3 separate regions of the Mus musculus genome follow, and all the other regions are linked to region 1. Evidence: chromatin contacts called from public promoter capture Hi-C data. All regions are on one chromosome and are shown on one strand. The core of a region is the stretch at or near the end of the contact, and the rest is flanking DNA. Distances in the headings are between cores, read along the strand shown. Region 1 holds the start of Hs3st3a1 (heparan sulfate (glucosamine) 3-O-sulfotransferase 3A1). Region 2 has its middle 100 kb from the start of Gm29851. Region 3 holds the start of Zfp286 (zinc finger protein 286).

Region 1 (4,602 bases), core at 135-2,634:
ACAGCCCACATTGCCAGGTATCTTGCAGGAGACAGAAATAAGGAAGCAATACGATTAGGACAAAAATGAAATATCTGGTGGTGGAAGAGATGGCTCGGCAGTAAGAGCCCTGGCTGCTCTTCTAGAGGACCTGGTACAATTCCCAGCACCCACATCTAGGCTAACAACTGTCAGGAACTCCAGTTCAAAGAGATTTAGAACTCTCCAGCTGGCACCAGGTACCCACGTGGTGCACAGACACACATGCAGGCAAAACAGCCATACACATAAAATACAAATAAATGAAAAATTGAAAACAAAACCACCACAGAGTAACAGCCAAAGAAAGCAATCAAACCTTCAACATCTCCTGAAGATTTTACTACTCACCTCCCCAGGAGCCAGCAAGGGGCAGATTTTACCTCTTTGTGACTTGCTTTGGGGGCATGGGAAGGGTATCTAGGGGTCAGGGGAAATAAGAGAAAAAGGAACCCGTTGTTTAGGGAAGGACTCTTAACTCTCAAAGAGTGAAAACACATTCACGCATGTGGGTGGTGCACATATGCAAAGTATTAAACTTTATCAACAACTGGTTATACGGATTTGGAATTGTACTTATTATTTTTTAAATATAATTTCTGTTTTGGTGTATTTATTGATCTAGTTTCTAAGGGGTTCCTTTCCAGGTCCTATGAGACTCTTCATCTTTTTAAATAAATCCAAAGGAAAAACAAGCAAGCAAGCAAACTAACAGACAGACTTGTAAGGGCCCTCAGTGGACAGGGAAGTAGAAGGCAAGTCTGTACTGAAGCTGTCTCTTTGCCCAGACAAATGGGGGCGTGGCCTGCCAAGAACTCTTGGGAACAAAACTTCAGAAGTCTCTGGGATGAGAGGGGATGGGATGGGTGGGCTGGAGAAGGGTAGGAATACAGAAGCTGGGACCAGAGGGAATCAGGAAGTGGGGATCTGGGGGTGTTAAGGCTGCTAAGGACTAAGCTGAGCTGGAGAGGTCTGAGAACCCCCAATCCGGCAAGGGGTGGACTGGCTGGGCGTTAGACTCAGGCAATCATACAGGCGCTGTCAATCTGACAGCGCCCAGAGACCTAGGGGTGGAGGAGGAGGAAGGAGGAAAGGAGAGAGGGAGTGCGAGGAAGGGGCGTCTCCTCTGTCGTCCGCGCCCTCTCCAGTGTATTGGGCGGTGCCTCGTCACCTTTTTTTTTTTTTTTTGTCCCGGTCCCACCCCTTCTGCCTCTCTAGCCCGGCCCCTGCGCCTCTGCTCTGCACCCTAGAGCGGATCCCCGCGTTGGTCTGGCCTGGGCCGTTGACGTCACCACCAAGTTTGCTGTCCTTCGCGTCCCACGTGTGGCGGTAGCGGCTGAGGAGGCTGCGGGGAGAGCCCAAGAGCACAGTGGCAGCGGTGGCTGACAGGTCCCGCACAGCGGGGCCCCTCCAAGCTGTTCCCAGCTGGGGCCCCAGAGGAGTGGGTAGACTTCCGGAGCGCTCAAGAGGCCAGAAGGCTTGAGTCCCATTCGGATAGAGGGACTAGGGGGACTTTGCTTGCTCGGTTGCTGAGACGAGCTGAGCCAGGACTCAGGGCACGCTCCTGGGCGGGCCAGGAGAGCAGAAGCTGGAAAAAGGGTCACTCGTTCTAACCGGAGCGTACACAATTCTTCGGCCCGAGAGTCCTGCGCCCGCTCCACGGGGGACTGAGCCAAGGATGTGTTATCGCTGAGCCAAGTTCCGCACCGCTCAGGACCCTGCTGAGCCGAGCACCTTCGCCACTGCCGCCGCAGAGACTCCCTTGCCGGGCGACTCTCGGAGACCCAGGGCGCGGAGCTCTGCGCAGCTAGGCTCAGGACTCGGGCGCGTTTCAGACCCAAGACCATGGTTTCTTAAGCACGGCCCCGCACCCCTTTCCTCCTCGTCGCCCGAAGCCCAGGACCCCAAGAAGGGCTCGCAGTGCTTGGTCCCTAGTTCCAGCCCCTGCTGCCGCCCAGCGGGGCAGCTCTCAGGCACGCAGGGCGGCTCAGGCGATGCGGCCGCGGGGCAGCACGCTGGCTGGCAGCGGGGATGGCGGAGCTCCCAGCACAGTCGTGGCCTAGCATGGCCCGCTCGCCGTCCGAGGTCGCCTCTGGCTAGGATGGCCCCCTCGGGTCCCACCGGCGCCCAGCCCAGCCCGGCGGAGCCACTGTCGCGCAGCATCTTCAGGAAGTTCTTGCTGATGCTCTGCTCGCTACTCACTTCCCTCTACGTCTTCTACTGCCTGGCGGAGCGCTGCCCACCCGGCTCGGGCCCCGTCGCGGGGGTCCCGGGGCGCGGCGTCCCTGCAGGACCCAGGGAACTGGCGATGTGGCCCGCGGGAGCGCCAAGGAAGCGCCTCCTGCAGCTGAGGCAACGGAGGAGGCGCGGGCGGTCGGGGCCAGGAGACAGCAGCGACCAGGAGGAGCAGAGCCCTGGGCTGGCCGCCGCACCAGGAGGCTCCGGGGCGGGAAGCAGCGTGGCCGAGGCCCAGCCGGGGACCCTGGCCTTACTTCTGGACGAGGGCAGCAAGCAGCTGCCGCAGGCCATCATCATCGGCGTGAAGAAGGGCGGCACGCGGGCGCTGCTGGAGTTCCTGCGCGTGCACCCCGACGTGCGTGCCGTGGGTGCTGAGCCCCACTTTTTTGACCGCAGCTACCACAAGGGCCTCGCCTGGTACCGGTGAGCGCGGGGACCCCCATGGGTACTTCTGAGCGCTGGCTGTGCAGAGGGGGAGACTAGGAAGGGATGGCAAAGGGGGAGCAGTAGCTGTTCCCATCTTGGGCTCCCGTTCTTCTCCCTTGGGGAGGGGCAGATGGAGAGAGGAATGGAGATCTTGATTTTAATTGTCAGGGCTCCCCAGTTCCCCAAACATCTTATTCCTTGAAATCGCCCTAGTAATTAGATAAAGGAAAAGAAAAGGAAAGAGGAGAGTTTCCTTTTAAGTTAGAAAACTGTTCCTCATTACTGGGCTTACCAAGGGAAGCCTATGTCTATTCCTTTATCTTTGGGGTAATTCCCTGTGGTTAACATGGGTCTTTGCTCCGGTATTTATTTGCCTTGACCCTTTGCCAGATAGTTGTCCAAGGTGGTAAGTCATATAGAAACTTAGTAAAAGTGTCAAGAGTCCCTGTAGTTTGGATAATCTATGCCTCATCACGTGCCAGCAACGACTAACTGGGTTTTAAAGAACACTTTGTTGGTAATACTATCAGCCTGACAGAAATTTTTCTAAAGATCTCCTAACTATTATCTTTACAAATAAGATAGTTAATTTTAAAGGGGGGGGGGAAATCATGGGAAAATGCGCTGGATACAATTTAGGAAGTAAATGTTATTTACAGGATAAGCTGATTTGCCAGTGTCAAATTCAGATCACCTATAATATCAGAGTTAGCCAAACTCTAATAAATTCTAGCGTGGCCTGGATTTGGTTTGTGGTAAAAAATACTGATTTATTTTCCCCTCTCCTCCAAGTTCAAGGACAAAATTCATATGGTTAGAATTTTCTCATTTTTATAAAGTTCAGCCTGTTCATAAAATATTCATTCTCATTATAACTGAAACAATATTAGAAAAGTTATGACACAGTTGAGGTACACGTGGAAGGAACCATTCATAAAATACAGACAGACATGATGTGACGAGTTTATTCACTTGTAGAGTCAAGAACATGTTCAGATTGATTTCGGGAGCTGAATTTATAGTTTAGTCCTAAAAAAATAATAATCAAATTCAAACATTAAACACTTCTAAAAACAGTAACTTCCCAGTCATTGGAAAGAAAAACAATCAGCTTTCCCCTGATATAGCATATATATCATTTAAAATCATCAGCCACTTAAATATACTCCCTCCCCCATGCTTCTGTCATTTATGCCCTATCCTCTGGGAAGTTCTTATGCAGTGACCTGTTGAGTCTGGACAACAGGTCCTTCTTCTGGACACAAAGGCTGTTCTGTGCTATTCCCCAAGGACACAAGAATGAAGTGATTAAAGACCCCTAAAACTCTTATCTAGAGCCGCTCGCATTGAATGTGGCCTCATACAGTGCAGGGAGAGACCCATTTCAAGCCATCAGTCTGAGACATACAGGCCGGCCCTGGGCTCTGAGGTACAATTAAATATAGTGAAACATTTAGTACTAATCCCCTTCATTTTTGCTTTGCCCTACTAAACTTTATTTTCACAAGATGGGATTGCTTCTTCTTACTCCAGTAACGTCTGTTTGAGGGCATGGTATATCTACAGACCTGGATCTGATTTTCTGTGGAACTTTCTGAAATCATGTAAAAGCAAGAAGGTTTTGAGGTAACTCGAAACACAACTACTTTAAAAAAAAAAGTATGGAAAAAAAAAAAAGAAAAAGAAAAAGTCATAAACTTTAAGGCCGCCCTGTCCTTTACTATGAAGAAAATCTCCTTGGATTGTTTATCCAGTAGAGGAGTTTTATAAAGCAATTTATGGTGGTTACAAAAATAACTGCACAGTAGGCTTCATGGTTTGGTGAATTTAATTTTCCAAGTGTCGGAACAATGTCTTTGTTTTAACATTCACAGTGGAGTGGGTTTTTTTTTTTTTTATTGAATGCATAAATTTAAGCTC
Region 2 (4,163 bases), core at 95-2,594, 1.1 Mb before region 1:
TGAACAGAGGTCTTCAGTGGGCCTGCCACATAGCAGACCCTGTCTTCTGGTCATCTGGTCTTGCTGGACGCTCCTGCTCCCTGGCTCCTTTGTCTCACAGTCTAATACTATTCTGACCATTGCCCCTGACTCTTGTGTGATTTAATTTCTTCCCCTGGTTATACATCTCCACCCAGGCCCCATGTTTGAACTGTAAACTGATTTCCCTTCCAAGAAATCCATCTGAGTTTGATTATTCACCCTTTCAACATCTTACACTATAGCAATTACCTCCCTGATGTCATTTCATTCTTAGAATATTGAGTATTGAAATTTAAAAGAAAGAAAGAAAGAAAAAAAAAGCACCTATTCACGGGTTTCAGCACACTCAGGGCAGCTGATGAGAACAAGGTGTGCTTCTAGGCACTGCTCTACAGGGGATGCGTTACCTCTGCGTTGGGAAGACAGGGATCAGGTTGAACAGATCCTGCAACAGCAGGATGCGATCTGTGTGATGGTGGTGACGACAAAGGAAAGAGAAGGAGGACTGGAAAGCCTTACTGCCACAGCTGAAGGGCCGAAGAGCAGAAGGCTGAAGACATGGGATCCTGAACTTGCAGAAGTGCAGGGATTAGAAATGACGTCAGAGTCATAAAATTGGTCTTGTCACAAGTCTGATCGAAAATGGTCCTCCTTCCAGTTCCTCCAGATGCTAGTCTTATACTGCCCTTCGTTTCAGGAGCTTTCTCTTCTGTTTTGTTTGTTTTGTTTACAATGCTAAGTTTTAAACCTAGAACTGGGCACATGCTAAACAGTGCTAAGCAAGGCAGCAAGTACCTTAAAAAGCCGTGAAAATCTGAGATGTGGTCAAGGCGGAAACTACAGGGAGATGCATAGCTCCAAAGAATGAGACAAGAGAAATGAATTCAAGCTCCAGATGTTTCCAAACTATTCAAAATAAGTACGGAACTGAGGGCAAGTTAGGAAGGTGGTAATACAATTCAGACTGGAAAACTGTGTGCAGTTGATAAATAACTGTAAAAACTGGGTTCTTTGAAAATACTAATGAGACAAAGGTTTAGAAGAATTAATCAAGAGAGAGAGAAGAAAAGAACAAATACAAATGAAGAATGAGCAGTAGCATTTAGACAGCGAGGATTAGGCAGGCCTAAGTCAGCCATTTGAAAGTCTGGGCGAAATGGGCAATTTACAAACAATGCAAATCTTATCAGGGAAATAAGATAAACGACCAAGGGGAAATTGGCAGGCTGTCAAAGAACCATTTCCCTTCCCAGCACAGGGCAGATCCCAGGCAAATTCAAGGACAAATTGTTTTCAGGACTCAATAAAATGTCTTTGTTATTTAAATTGCTCCTGGGCTGAGGGCGAGGAAGAAAACTGAATGGATTTTTAAAAGCCAGGACCACATTAAAAGCAGAGCTGGACAGAAAACGCCCCTCTCACACAGCTCCTTCAGAACCCAGCCTCTTACTAGCCTTCCTTTCACAGGCTTGCTTTCTGTATTACTTTGAAATGCTGCGGCTTGAACCTCTGGCCTGGTGCCTGCTAGGCAAGTACTGGACCACTGAGCTACCCCTAGATTGTTTGTTTTTGTTGTTGTTTCTTCGAGATTGGGTCTAACCAAGGTTCCCAGGCAAGCTATAAATTAATTCCCTCTGTAGCTCAGGCAAAGCCTTGAACTTCTAAAATCCTACCTCAACTGGGATCCCCGGCCTCTGCCATCCGGATCTGCTCAGTTCATGCACTGTATTTTTAAATTATGTCTTCGTGCAGTTTTAAAGCAAGCTCGTCGAACAAAGGTTCTGCCTTGTACAACCTGAATAAGATGTCTTTCCATAATCTTACCAAGCTGTAGAGAATCCTGTAGATAACAATGTGGCTTTTGGGTGCATCCTTATTTTTCTGTGGGCACTAGGGAGGAAAGGATCAGTGGAGTGGGTAAGGCACTTGGCAGGAAAACACGAGGACCTGAGATAGATCCCTAAATCCCACATGAAAACCTAGGTCTGGTGGTATACACTTGCAGTCTTAGTGCTGAGGCAACAGAGACAGGGGGATTGATGAAGCTTGCTGGCCAGCTAGTCTAGTCTAATTGGTGAGTTTCAGGACAATGAGTTATGCAAAGTTGTCCTTCAGCGCTTCTCTCTCTCTCTCTCTCTCTCTCTCTGTCTCTCTGTCTCTCTGTCTCTCTGTCTCTCTGTCTCTCTCTGTCTCTCTCTCTCTCTCTCACACACACACACACTTGCGAGTGTAAGGAAGAAAAGAATGAGGAGGGGTTGAGCAGGTCTCCCACCATGTCCATTGCTATTTGAAATAGTTCTGAAGATCCCAACTAAGGACCTAGAAAGAACAGAGATGCCTTGCTGTGGAGCCATTTCCTTCGTTTTAAAACATTCCTTGTGGTGAGGAAATTAAGTAATTTCTAAAGGCTCTTCCGGACCCATAAAGTTTTAAAGGTAAACTTCTTAAGACTCAGGAAGTAAACTACTCAGAAGTCTCAGGAAGTCCCTGAAATTGACCCCTCCCTATTCAAGGTTCTATGAGCAGTAAGAGCTTCAAACCAGCCTAGGTGCCTGGAGGACAAATGTTGAGCTGCCTGCAATTTGTTCAGATCCCTAAGTTCCAGGCTCTTCTGAGCTGTCACAGCTTGTATAGCTAGCTCTTTGAGTTGCTCTGTTTCTGTATGTAAATGCTGGTTTATATTCCTCTAAGTAATCCTAGTCTCCTAGGCTTGCTAGATTGGAATTCACGGTGTTTTTACTTTGATCTGTCATTGGCTTCATATGTGGGGCATAGACTTTTATTTCTATCTTCTTAGGAATGGTATTGTACAGCATTGGTACACACACACACACACACACACACACAAATGCACACACAGAATACTAAAATTATTAACTAGAAAAAAAAAAGCCCTTTGACTCTAATGGGAGAGTTACAAAGGACTGTTTAAAAATCGTGATTTAGGATGATAGAATGAACGCATATTTTTTTCTGTCCTCACTTGCTTCAGTCTACATACACAGTAGGCAGAGGATGCTGTGCACATTCGTAACAGTCTGGAAAGCAAAAGCAAGTGGATACTCTTTTCATGTAAACCACACTGAATTTGCGAAAGATGAAAAAGAAAAGACGATTTCAGTTTGTGTAAGGAAACCACATCCTACAGCAGAAAGTGCTTGTGTGAGGGTTCCACACTTGCAGACATGAGAAACAGGAGTCTTGTGGCAGAACAGACAGTAAAGCAGGGTGATCCTTCGGCATCCTGCACCAAGTACACAGAACTTTGGGTCAGGCAATGAGCACAATATAATCTCTGGGAGTCCCAGGACGTGAACATCTAGTGTGTAAATTCGCCTCCCACGACAAACTGTACCTTTCTGTGTGAGAAATCACTGGGCCCTCCCTAGACCTCCCTAGACAGCAGATCCTCTATTTCATATCATGGTCATCTGTAGATATCAGAAACTCCCATACACCTGAAGGAAGCTGACACCTCAACAGAGGGCTGCCAGAAGCACCTGGCCTGAGAAAACAGACTTAACAGAGGGTGGGCAGAAAATGGCTTCCGTGAAAATGCAGCAGATATGGAGATCTCAGAAATAAAATGGTGGTCAAAATTAAAACAACAGAAAACAAAAATCTCTTAACTCAGTACATTGGCTGGAGAGCTGAGTTAGACACACTAACATGCAGCAAACTGCAGAACTGGCTGTGATCTGAGCATGGGAATGAATTCCATCTAACTCAGAGTGGAAGTTATGGCGAATGAGAGGCCAATAGGATTGGGAAGAAGCCCGAATGGAACTTAGTTTATAGGTCATATTTTAGGTTTTTGTGTTTTTTTTTAATCTTAAGCAAATTTAGATAACTGTTAACATCTGTTAAGTCTAAGAATTGAAAATATGGAGCCTGTTAATAGTATCATTTTCTTTACCTTTGAATTTTTTCAGAATTATTTTATAATTTTTGGTTTACAAGAAGTGGAGGGAATTTTGGGAAAGTATATTTTCCTGCAAAGAAAGGGCAGAATGGGGTAGAAATTGGAGCAGGATGTGGTGCTGAAGAACACTGCTGTGAGAGTGACTGAACAGATGACCTGGTAGATAAAAAGGCTGGTGTGGGGCAGGCAGGGGCCCCACTGAAGGAACCAAGATAAAGGA
Region 3 (4,617 bases), core at 298-2,797, 1.6 Mb before region 1:
CAAGGTGGAATTGATCTCAGTAACCCATAGAGACTCACCTGGGATCTGACAGTGAGTCTCAGAGCAGCCACGTCTCCTTCTGCACTCTTCTCGTGGGAAAGGAGAGAATCCGGGGAAGACAGAGCTAAAGGGAAGAAAGCGGTAGGGACTGGGTCTGGACCTGGCTCTCTACTCAGTATAATCTAAACCCCTCCACCACACCAAATGCACTCCCTGTTAACAAGGAATCCAAAACAAACTGCTACTTTCCGGTACTGTAAAATATGCTCAGGCACGTTGCTCCACTAGGCTTGAATTTAGTTGCTCTACTCATGACGTATCCCCTCAAACTCTCTGGTCTACAAACTAGAATAAGTAAATTTCCACTATAATCTACCTAAAGTAGACTCAGTGTTTTGTTTTGTTTTGTTTTGTTTTTTTAAAATCCCTTTAAAGCTTCCTTAAGGCGGAGATTGCTAGATCTCACCTCCAAATTCTGATTGGTTGAGTTTGAGGTGACATCTAGCAACCTGAAAAGGACCCCTGGAGGGAATTTTGGCATAGTAAGTCACCGAGGGGAGTTTAAGATACACAGGTCTCCTAGTGCTGAAGCCAGCCCCTACCTTCCGTGCCTGTGAAGCAGGTCGTGAGCGATCTGTGTTGAAACAGCACACACGTTAACTATGGATAAAGTGGGATAACGTATGGAAAAATATTTTTTTGTCAACTACAAAGTTGAATTCTTGGATCCACGATGGAAACCAGGATGGGGCAATAATTTGGAAGAACTTGTGACTACATTGTGACAATGTCCGCACTGGTGGGACCATTGTGCAGCACACTTAAGTGGAATGGGGACTGACCCATAGTAAGCCCTGCAACGTCTCAGAGCTCACCTATCCTCAAGATAGCGTTGACAAGTCGCCATCTTTTCCCAAGAACCACTTAACCCACGACAACGGTGGGTTTCCCCTTCAAAAGGAAGATTTCCACTCTCCCATGATGCACACCAACCCCTGGGCAATTCTACCTCTTTTCTGAGGCACTTCGGCCAAACCCGTCTCCATGATCACCACCTCTTCCATGCCCCTAAGGTCCTGCTCTTCTCGCGCAGTCAGCAGTCCACGGAGCCTCGAAGGACTTCTTCCCTCTTGGGCTCTGTAGAGAGTGTCGCTCAGATCACGTGGGACCTGGAAACCAGGGAAAGCATCCTGAATCTGAGTCCTCACCTGTCTGTTTCTGGCTCCTGGAGCTGTCCCCTAGGGGACTGAGTGCCTGAGAGGTAGAGGGCACAGACAACCCCTCCAGCTCCGTCCAGCTCTCCAGTATGCACCGGGGTCCTAGATGGCCCGTGGGGCGGGGAGGGAAGGGGACGAAGCTCAAGAACTACAAACTCCAGTCCTCCCTGGCAGAGAGCAACTACTGGACCACCGCCGAGGTAAAGCGAGGACCGCAGCATCCTACCAAGAAACTCACCTCCCATCCCAGGCCTGACAAAGGCTACGAACTTCTCCGCTTAGCTCTGAGTCGCGCATGCGTGACATTTTGCTGGGCAAATCCAGGAACTACAACTCCCAGAAGCACCTGCGCGCTGCCCGACCCCCTGTTTCTTGGCAGGTTGGGACCACGAGTGGCTCAGCGGCACAGCGGGATCTCTCCCTCTCGCGAGAGAAAAAGGTGCATCGTGCGTGGAATCCCGCAGTAACGGAAGGTTGGGACGTGGGAGACAAAGTCTCTCTCTCTCTGCACCTTTGTTTGCACAATTACATCTATGTAGCTTCAGCCCAAATTTCTTTACTGTTGGCATGTGTATATGGCTTTTAGCCATGGTTTGGCCTTCCCTAAAACCATCCTTTGACTTCAAACTATATGAAAGCTGTAGTTTTAGAGCAGGATCCATGTAGTACTCTCATCTATCCCAATGGACTTGTATTTCATCTATTTTGCAATCGTAAAAACGTATATGAGCAGAGCTGACAATATTGAGCCAGTTTCCACACACTTGAGCAGTAAGTTCTTTGCAAGGAAAAAAAAAGTTCATTTGTCGAAAAAGTTGGACTCTCAAGGGCCTGTGGTTAAGTTAAACCTACTTTAAAGTCACTTTTGCCAAACAGCCCCATCTCAGTGCGTGCATTTACTCTAGTGCACCATTTGCATATGCCAAAACCAGAATACACTCAACTTTTGATTCTCACCATCTAATCACCAGATCCTGTTCATTTCTCAGTTTCTACTCTGCTCTGGACCCTCTTCCACGGCTGTCATTGATCCTACACTCCCTGTCTCGTCCACCGCTTCTCCCTCTGTGACCATCATAATCTCTCCATATGAAGACATCCCATTTCCTCTACTTCCTTCATCCCCACTGGGTTCCTACTGGAGGTCCCATTGTGCTCCAGACTCATTAGATCCATTGGGAGAAAGAGACTCAGAGGGAGGCAATGGTCCTTGGTAATCTATGTCTTCTTTTCCCACTTCAGATCTGTACAGCTGCAAAACCTCCAATTCCTTTTCTCTGAAAAACTTCAAACTCTGACTTTTCCTCTAGAATCTGTCTGCTGTTCCTTTGGTCTCACTTGGGATGATTGTCAACAACTCCTTACAACTCTGTTTACTTCAGTGTAACATGAACAAGGAAAGTATTAGGGCAAAGAAGGCTGTTTGTCCTTGGCTGCTGGTACAGGTGGAAGTGGAGAAGCTTCAAATTTTTGAAGAAGCCTTCCCATGCAAATGTGCTGAGTGGGACCCTGATAAATTCACCAGCTCTCAAGACTTAGGCCCTTTTCACAGCTATTTATGTCTGGGATTTGGGGTTCAGTTTGAAAACCCACTAACTTGTCTAAGACCACTGTAGTTATCTGGGGACTGGAGGAATCTCCTGGGGTGCTACTCAAGTGATTACAGGAAAGTTTCCAAATTTGCATGCCTTTTGGCCACTCCCTCCAGAGAATATTAAATTTGGCCTTTTCTTAATTAGTAATTGATGAGGGAAGGCCTAGCCCATTGTGGATGGTCCCATCCCTGGGCTGGTGGTTCTGGGTTCTACAAGGAAACAGGCTGAGCAAGCCAATAGACATCACCCCTCCATGGCCTCTGCATAAGCTCCTGCCTCTAGGTTCCTGCCTTTTTGGAGTTCCAGTCTTGATTTCCTTTGATGATCAACAGTGATATGGAAATATAAGCCAAAATAAACAAACAAACCCTTTTCTCCCCAACTTGCTTGTTGGTCCTCATGTTTTGTCACAGCAGTAGAAACTCTAAGACAGCGGGTCACATGTGGTTTATGTAATAATGATGAATTACTTAGGCCTAGCCCTCTTCCATCTCAACATTTTTTTGCAGTCTCTTGATGTTTACTCTCTTTAAACCTTGTGTGCATGTATGTGTGTATGAGCATGTCTGAGCATGGCATGTGTGTGCATATATGTGCGTGTGTGCATAGATATGCACGTGTGTGTGTGTATCTGCGCATGCATGTGCATGTTAGGAAGCTATAGGAAATCTCTGGAAAATGTACATAATTCAAGGTAACAGGAGAACATAATATAATTGACTTAGGTGGCAACCTTAGGACTAATTAAGGTGAGTTTTGGGGGGACTATGGCAGCAGGAGAGAAGAGACAATTTCTAAAGCATGCCCTCAGTTGTGGTAAAGTTAACATAAGGGAGGAGGGGCTGGATATTAAAATCCAGGGAAATCTGCAGTGGGTCAGAGGGTACAAACAATCACCACGCCTATATCCCATCTGTTCATTCACCATCTGGAATCTCCCCAGCACCTGATAGGCTCATCATGTTAAAATTACCTGATCAATACCTATGTTCTCCAATAGGCTATAGATTTCAAAAGAGTACATGTATATATTTTGTCATTTAATTTTAACATGTAACAGTGCCGGTCATAAAGGACCTTTTGACTGCCTTATTTTTGTGACTAATCATATTGAAAGCACAGTTATCTCTTCCCCATGCCAGTGGCTTCTTTCCAGCACAGAGAACATTTTTTACTTCTTTCTCCACAGACCTGGAGACTAGAGAGTCAAAACCAAAGAAGGTTCTGTCTTGTCTGGAAAAATATCCTATGAAAGTATAGATATGGAGAAAGAGACAAAGGCTGATGCAGGGACCCCCAGTGTCACAGAGGCCATGGGGCATGATGGCCATTCAGAAACCAAACAAGGAACCTAAGAGACTCAGGAAATACTTGTTTGTAAGACAGACCTTCTGTAGCAGACAGTAAGCCACACATCCCCTATCTGGCAGACATGTTGGTATGAAGTCTGTCTCTGTCCTACAAGCAAGCTGTATTAAAGAAGATAAAGATAATACAAATGAAAAATTATTCACTGTAATGAATGTGGTAAACTATTCAACAACTCTTCAGTTCGTGCTCAATATTAGGAACTGAGACACAGTTTGGTAGCAAAATTACAGTTATGAAATATCAACGAAATCAATTTATGGCTGGGGTTCCTAAGATCACCAGAAATATGTATTCTCTGATGGTCAGGACCCACAGGTTGAGAACACCTCCCCTCCCCGCTCTAGTCCATTTTAGGGGAAAAAATTGGAATGCGATCATGGGAAGGTCTTAATGGGCAATCCACTCAGCATCAGAAAACAGGCATTAGAGAGAAG

Evidence for each region. Promoter capture Hi-C pulls out the DNA fragments that hold promoters and counts their contacts.
Region 2: a contact with region 1 is called in a promoter capture Hi-C map of embryonic stem cells, with 9 times the contacts expected there. The contact joins the enhancer-like site here to the promoter of Hs3st3a1 in region 1. A contact is called at or near these places in 6 of 39 promoter capture datasets (the C10 cell line, cranial neural crest, embryonic stem cells and 3 more), 2 of 115 datasets of contacts at active chromatin or transcription factors (T-cell acute lymphoblastic leukemia and forebrain) and 3 of 9 other capture datasets (adipose tissue, embryonic stem cells and liver).
Region 3: a promoter capture Hi-C map of embryonic stem cells shows a contact between it and region 1, with 4 times the contacts expected there. The contact joins the promoter of Zfp286 here to the promoter of Hs3st3a1 in region 1. A contact is called at or near these places in 1 of 39 promoter capture datasets (embryonic stem cells) and 1 of 115 datasets of contacts at active chromatin or transcription factors (embryonic forebrain).

Annotation. Positions count from the first base shown.
Region 1 is chr11:64,433,948-64,438,549 of GRCm38.p6, forward strand. Hs3st3a1 (heparan sulfate (glucosamine) 3-O-sulfotransferase 3A1) reads left to right here and starts at 1,385. Exons shown (of 2, transcript NM_178870.5): 1 at 1,385-2,679. The coding sequence starts at 2,120. It overlaps F930015N05Rik (RIKEN cDNA F930015N05 gene), which reads right to left and starts at 2,727. Exons shown (of 1, transcript NR_028445.1): 1 at 1-2,727.
Region 2 is chr11:63,349,032-63,353,194 of GRCm38.p6, forward strand. No RefSeq gene overlaps it. Among named protein-coding and RNA genes, the nearest start is that of Gm29851, 100 kb to the left of the region's middle. Within about 2 kb of position 1,345, at least 22 of the 459 cell types and tissues checked have an H3K27ac peak or open chromatin away from gene starts, as enhancers often do. A contact at or near this core is called in embryonic stem cells, where this site is marked.
Region 3 is chr11:62,787,921-62,792,537 of GRCm38.p6, forward strand. It overlaps Zfp286 (zinc finger protein 286), which reads right to left and starts at 1,548. Exons shown (of 6, transcript NM_138949.4): 1 at 1,456-1,548; 2 at 1,010-1,169; 3 at 39-124. The coding sequence starts at 1,064.